Linked DNA regions of Sus scrofa: region 1 is linked to region 2. Evidence: chromatin contacts called from public HiChIP or PLAC-seq data. All regions are on one chromosome and are shown on one strand. The core of a region is the stretch at or near the end of the contact, and the rest is flanking DNA. Distances in the headings are between cores, read along the strand shown.

Evidence for each region. HiChIP or PLAC-seq counts read pairs in DNA pulled down with a chosen protein or histone mark.
Region 1: an H3K27ac HiChIP or PLAC-seq map of alveolar macrophages shows a contact between it and region 2. The contact joins the promoter of FABP5 here to the enhancer-like site in region 2. A contact is called at or near these places in 5 of 47 Hi-C or Micro-C datasets (embryonic fibroblasts, heart right ventricle, mesenteric adipose tissue and 1 more) and 2 of 2 datasets of contacts at active chromatin or transcription factors (alveolar macrophages and skeletal muscle).

What each region holds. Positions count from the first base shown.
Region 1 is chr4:55,280,869-55,284,447 of Sscrofa11.1, reverse strand. FABP5 (fatty acid binding protein 5) reads left to right here and starts at 1,863. Exons shown (of 4, transcript NM_001039746.2): 1 at 1,863-2,023. The coding sequence starts at 1,945.
Region 2 is chr4:54,993,660-54,997,353 of Sscrofa11.1, reverse strand. No RefSeq gene overlaps it. Among named protein-coding and RNA genes, the nearest start is that of IMPA1, 51 kb to the right of the region's middle. Within about 2 kb of position 2,408, at least 4 of the 83 cell types and tissues checked have an H3K27ac peak or open chromatin away from gene starts, as enhancers often do. A contact at or near this core is called in alveolar macrophages, where this site is marked.

The DNA of each region.
Region 1 (3,579 bases), core at 614-3,113, 290 kb before region 2:
CTCCGATTTGACCCCTAGCCTGGTAACCTCCATATGCCATGGGTGCGGTCCTTTAAAAAAAGAACAACAACAACAAAAAAACAAAGTCCAGGAGTTCCCTGGTGGCCTAGTGGTTAAGGATCTGCCAATGTCCCTTCAGTGGCTTGGGTCACTGCTATGGTGTGGGTTCCATTCCTGGCCCAGGAACTTCCACATGCCTTGGATGTAGCCAAAAAATAAGAAAAGAAAGTTAAAGAAAAATAAGAAAGAAAAGAATGAAAGTTCAAACACATAGAAGCTGCTTCTCCAGGAGGCAGGAGGAGCTGGCTGTGCTTAGGGTCTGGAAGCCAGAACTTACTTCTTTGAGCAAATGATGTGCTCAGCCGCCCTCAGAACATGAAGTTCTTCTAAGCAGTAGAGGTGTGGAACATGCAGGCCCTGAGTGGCACAACTACGTGGCCTGAGTCATTCAGTATTAAAATCATACCACACGGAAGATGGAGGTGACCACAAAATTAGGGCAGGAACTTGAAAGGGCTATGGCGCTGGGGAGTAAATGTCCTGAGGCATGCTGGAAGATGACAAACCAACCTCAGCTTTCAGTTCAAGGAAGGTACAAGAACTAGTGTCTTGGTATAATTCAGGGCTGTAGCTCCTATTCTTAATCCCATAAGGAGGACAGGGAGCTAGGGGCAGTCAGGTGTGGTCCTATTTCATAAGCTCTTGAATGAGAAGGACTTGGGCAGGCATTCTGGTTCTGCCACTCTGCAAACTTTCCCTGCCTGATTTCCCTTTCAGAAAATTGGAGTAACCCTCTGTAGCACAAAACGGAGTGGAGAGCAGAGTTAATGGGTATAAGGTGGCCAGGAAGTACAGCATTCAGCATAAGTGGCTACTCAACAAATAGACCTTACCTCCACCAAGGTGGCTACCCTCTGTGTGTGGCAACTTCCTCACCTCACACCAACTCACTCCCACAGGCACCTGGGAGCACAAAGTAAGATACTGTGACACGCACACTTTGAAAAGCATAACATTCTATACCCAGTATAGGATATTCTTAGGATTAAAGGTGAAGAGGGAATGCATTGGAGTCTTAAGACTTGGGAGTCAGAGAGGAAAGCTTGAAGGGCTCACTCAGCGGAAAATACAAATAATAATACTTTCTTGAACGGGAACACTTAATAGCAAGGGCAGTCACTTAAGCTGATAGCTTCTACAGTCTCAGTTTGGAAACCGAACTTCCTGGGACTTTTCCAGCTACCCGGCACCTTCTGATAAAATGATCTAACTTAACTCAGGTATATTCCCATCCAGAGACCCCAGTTAGGCTGGGAGTGCCCTGAGCGTGGGAAGAAAAAGTTCTCTCCCCAGGGGCTAAGAGACAGGTTTGTCCCCTGACTATGAGCAGTGATTAGGGACGAAAAGAAGTCTACCAATCCATCAGTCACTCAAACCAATCCCTACCCTCGGAGCCCAGCGAATGCTAATCTATTCGTTTGGGGGTGTTTTGAATGGAAGAGAGGCGGCGGCTGGTGGATCCTCTGGCCCAGGAAAGACATGTCGTGTCCGCCGGTAGCGCCCCCCCCGGTTTACTGGACTTGCAGAGGCACGAGAACGGGCAGGGCCTGGCGTCCGGGGCGGCGTGGGGCACGCCGGGCGAGTCCCCGCTTGCAGGAGGCGCCAGGGGAACCCTCGCAGAGGTGGCAGGTGGAGCTGGTTCGCACGTACGGACCCCCCGGGAGTTAGGCCCGGGGGCTTGGGGGGCGGGGAGGGGAGGCGGGGAGGCGGGACGGGCGGGTGAGGCGAGCCTCTCATTGGCCGCAGGGAGCCTCCCAGCGCGCGCGCCGCCTTTATAAAGCAGCCGCAGTGGCCCAGCGGCTGCACGCCAGGCTCCCGGCACCCGCACGCCAGGCTCTAGGCACCAGTCCGCTTATTCGCTCCGCACGCCCGTCCGCGCCCGCCATGGCCTCCATCCAGCAGCTGGTCGGAAGATGGCGCTTAGTGGAGAGCAAAGGCTTTGACGAGTACATGAAGGAAGTAGGTGAGGTTCGCCGCCACGCGGCACGACAGCGTGGCACGTGTGACTGTGTCCCTAAGGCACCCCCTCGGCGTGTTGGGCTCAGGGGCTAGGCAGGCTCAATGCCTACCCTCGATCCCCTTAGCCCCTTCCACATCCCACGCCCACCACGCGGGCGAGCGGCGGGGAGGGCGCCTCCCTTTCGTCCCAGGACCCTGGGGACCATCTGCCTCGTAGCTTGCCCCGCTCTCTGCTGCTTTCCCCTGCCCCACGCGGTGGCTCCGCACTGCTTCCTGCCCTTCAGTGCGCTCACCCCCTCTAACCTCCAGCTTCATGTCTTTGACTATCCAGGCAGCCCCCCTAACTTTCTGTTTTCCTTCCCCCACCACTCCTCCTGCTCCTTCCTCCTCCTGCCACCGTCCACTCTCTCACACTCGCCCCGTGGTGGTCGCACCCACTCGCCCTTGAGCACCCTGCAGCATCTTTTGTTCCTAGATGGCGCGCGGGTCCCCCTCCTTCGTCTCCGCGGGGACGCGGTTTCCATCAGAAACCCTTTAGAGAGTCTGGACCAGGCTTCCCGCTTCAGCCTCTATTCCGCTCCGGGGGCATCTCCCCCACCCCCAAGCCCTCCACCTTCTCTCGCTGGGTGCGCAGAACCCTGTGGGTTGGCACAACTCCCTGGGGAGCGTCGGGGCATCCTCGCCTTCAGGCCCCAGAACAGCGCTCAGAGGCGTGGCGCTGGCAGCGCTGACCTGCTGGCACCGCCTGGCCGGGCGCCACAGTGAGCCGGTGGCCTGTGGGAGGGGTGCGGTAAGATCACCCGTACTGGGAGTGGGCGAGCGCTGCGACCCTGGCCTCGGCATCTTGAGGGTGAGGAGCAAAGAGGCTTTGTTGGAAAACTGCAGTCATACAAACTGCCGGCCCTCCTGGGGCTGTTTTCTAACTAGTGTCCAACATGGGCGTGGCCTTGCAGAAAGCACTTAACATCTTAAAAGCCTTCCAAGGATGAGTGATTCTCAGGTAGGAAGATTCAAGTTCTCTGATTCAGAATAGTGCCTGATTTTCTTTTGTTGTTTTCCTAAGCTGGTGACACGGATTGTATGCTGTGTTGAGACTGGACAGATTAACAAATAAAGATGAACGTTGTTGCAGGCCTTTAGGAAGTTGGATGGTGTAGCATAGCAAAGATCCTATCTGAGACCACTGCTGGGACTGTGGGGATCCTTTAGATAGAAGCCGCCCTTGCACAAACGTTTACCTGAGTGCTTTCTGGTGCAGAAGTCACTACAGAGACCTAGGTCCTGTGGTACTTAGGTGACACTCCTTTACTAGCCTTTAGGCAAGACATCAGCTGGTTAAGGCTGGCTCCCTGGTGAATCTTGAGTGTGTTTATAATTCTATGAGTGAAACAGGAAGGCGGTGTTTTTTTTCTCCACTGTAAATCTAGATCAAGGTAACTGGAAAAAGCAACCTAACTGCACTCATAAGAAGTGCAACATTTGTGTGTTCACCTGTGTGAGGACCAAACAGAGGCTGTTTTCTGTGCCCCCTGAAAGAGGGAATGTGTTTATCAGATGGCT
Region 2 (3,694 bases), core at 1,159-3,658:
AAAAAAATCTGAAGTTATTTCTTGGAAGTTATTTCACAAAAGAACACTGAGTGCTCTTCTGAGATAAGGTTGAGATAGAAACATGCTGATTTAAAATTTATCAAAAATAATGCAAATCTCATACTATAATCTCATCGAGAAATTTCTCCTCTGCTTCTACAGTCGCTCTCAAAAGGCTAAGACCATCTCACACTTATATTCCATTAACCTCAGTCCCCCCCATTTCTTCAAAGCAGCGTATAAAGATCAGCTTTCTGGGGGGAGTTCTTATTGTGGCTCAAGTGGTTAACAAATCCGACTAGGAATCATGAGGCTTCGGGTTCGATCCCTGGCCTTACTCAGTGGGTTAAGGATCCGGCGTTGCCATGAACTGTGGTGTAGTTTGCAGACGCGGCTTGGATCCCGAGTTGCTGTGGCTCTGGCATAGGCCGGCAGCTACAGCTCTGATTAGACCCCTAGCCTGGGAACCTCCATATGCTGAGGGCAAAAGACAAATAAATAAATAAATAAGATCAGCTTTCTGGTAATAGAGAGGATTCTGTTGGCACCTGCTGACTTCACCTTTGTTGGAGCTGCCATAGCCTCATAACGGCTCCATCCCAGCATCTGCTGTCTTAAAGCCACAGAAGCATTCCTGTCTGGACTGGTAAACACCAAGAGATGTCAACAGCAGAACCGTTGACATTTGGTCTGGATAATTCTGTGTTGAGGGTTGGGGGAGCCATCCTGTGCAGCCTTGAGAAAGAAGGAAATCCTGCCATTTGTGACAACATGGACTTGTGCCAGTGTGCATTATGCTAAGTGAGATAAATCAGACAGAAGATGACAGATATCATATAATCTCATTTATATGTGAACCCTAAGAAAGTCAAATTCCGAGAAACAGAGAGTAGAATGATGGTTACCAGGGGCTGGGGGAAATGAGGGAACCAGTGAAATGTTGGTCAATGGGTACAAACTTCCAGTTGTGAGGTGAAGAAGTCCTGGAGATCTGATGCATCACAATGATTATGGTCAACAGTACTGTATCGTAGATCTCAGAGTTTTCAAGAGACAAGATCTCAAACATTCTCACCACAAAAAAGAAATAATAACTATGTGATGTGATAGAAGCAGTAGTTAACACTACAATGGTTATCATATTGCAATATGTTAAGTGTATCAAATCAATACCTTCGTACATCTTAAACTTAACACAATGTTATACCTCAATTACATCTTAATTTATTTAAAGGAAAGAAAAGAAAAACTAAGAATTTCTTTTTTTTTTTAGAAATGTGACTTTTTAATTCAGGTTTATTCATTTCTCTTTATTCATCCATTCAACAAATATTCATTAACTGTCTGGCCTATACTAATGGTGGTGCTTAAATGCTGGGAATATATTGGTTAGAAAGAACGGTGTGTTCTGTTAAGAAAATTTTCCATACCCGGAAAAAAAAAAACAACTTTTTTAAAAGAAACATACCAGAGCATAGCTTCATTCACCCAAATTCTCAGTGATATTCAAGTTAGGTCCTGATTCTCAGAATTAATACATTTGCAAATGTTCAGGTTCTAATTACAAATATGCTTACTTTGTTAAAGAAAAAAAAATGTAAGAACCTGAATTTTGATGGTACTATATTGGTTCAGTTTATTAATGCTTGAAATTGAAACTGGTACAATTATATATTCTGAGATAATTTCCAGTTTGCTTTTTTTAATTCATAGTAATTTCTGAGCATTAAGTAATATGGGTGAATTTTTGACTCTAAAACTTAAAATCTTTTTTCTGAATCACAAAATGAGTCCATTAAATAAACCTGTTCCTTTAATCCAAAAAGACAGTGGTCTACTCAAGGACTGCTTTGTTATTTTTTTGCACAGAGTAGACACACATGTACTGTTGCCTAAAATGTAGACTTACAAAACAAAGATAAGACCAGAATCTAATCTTCCTTGGTGGTTTTAAGACACTTTCCATAGAAGCATATCTTCCCAGTGAGAATTTAGATAATGATCCCAATCTAATCCCCTGGAAGTTTCCATTGTCCCCAGAAAGCACGGTTCCAAAAAACCCTTTCACCGGTACACTGGGCACAAGTCCAGCTGATGATGCTTAACCGCCCATTGAATTATTTGCAACAGGCCTTTCTGCCTACATTTTAAAGTTTGGCTTGAAAGAGAAGCTGTAGCGAGGCAATGGGCTTTAGTCAAATACATAACAAAATAGTTTATAGAGATATCAAATTCTATCTTATTCTTCCTATAGCTTAAGATTCAGGAGAGAGTGAGACTTTTTTTCTCTCTTCCTTGATTCTTTTCTTTTTTTCTTTTAATTGCCACATCTTTGGTATATGGACGTTTCCTGGCTGGGGTCAAACAGGAGCTGCAGTTGCCAGCCTACGTCACAGCCACAGCAACACTGAATCTGAACCACATCTGTCACCCACGCCTCAGCCTGAGGCATCACAAGATCCTTAACCCACTGAGTGAGGCCAGGGATCAAACCTGCATCCTCGTGGACACTACGTCAGGTTCTTAACCCACTGAGTCACACCAGGAACTCCTCATCCTTACATTTTTATCCAAGTAATTTCATCTTGGAAGCTTTTGTTGTTGACAAGAAATAAGATGTCTTTTTAAAAATTGAATTATAGTTGACATAATATTGTATTCATTGCAGGTGTACAGCACAGTGAAATACAATGAAGGAAACCTTTAACAAAACAAAAAGGCAACCTACTAAATGGGAGAATATATTTGCAAGATGACTTTGTTTTAACAGCCTGACCTTGAAGATGCCGTAGAGCAAATCTCTAAAACCAGGTCTAGACAGGGGTGATTGGAGGGGACAGATTTAGAAGAGGCTGGTTTTCAAGAGGAGTAGCAGCCCAGGGTCTCCCGCTGAGTAGAAACGCTGAGGTTCCACAAAGGACTTGAAGGCTGGGTAGCAGGTTTGAAGGGAGGAAGAGCAGGCTCTCAAGGGCTCTTCCACCTCGGCTCAGCCTGGAGGGGCCACACAGCTGCCCACCTGCAGGGCTTGGACAAGGAGGACTTCAGCTGTGGTCCAAATGTCTACACCTTAATGTCCTTACTTCTGGAAACACTCCCTTTTGACCCTCAGGAAACAGAAGGAATTCCCCCGAAACCTGAGATTAGGAAGACAAAGCTCACAACCAGATTTGATTTGATATTGAACAAATAAAGGAATGTGACATTTCTTTTTCTTTTTTCTTTTTTTTTTTTTTTTGTCTTTTGTCTTTTTAGGGCCACACCCATGGCATATGGAGGTTCCCAGGCTAGGGGTCCAGTTGGAGCTATAGTCGCTAGCCTAAGCCAGAGCCACAGCAACATGGGACCCGAAATGCTTCTGTGACCTACCCCACAGCTCAGAGCAATGCCAGACCCTTAACCCACAGAGCAAGGCCAGGGATGGAACCTGCGTCCTCATGGATACTAGTCAGATTGTTTCCGCTGAGCCACAAGGGGAACTCCAGGAATGTGACATTTCTTAGACCCAAGTGTTATGCAATAAGTCCACTGCCACACACATGCCCTGCCTCGCCTGCTCCAGCTCTCAGGTTTTTTGTTTGTTTGTTTTTTTGTCTTTTGTCTTTTGTTGTTGTTGTTGTTGTTGTTGTTGTTGTTGTTATTGTTGCTATTTCTTGGGCCGCTCCCACGGCATATGGAGGTTCCCAGGCTAGGGGTT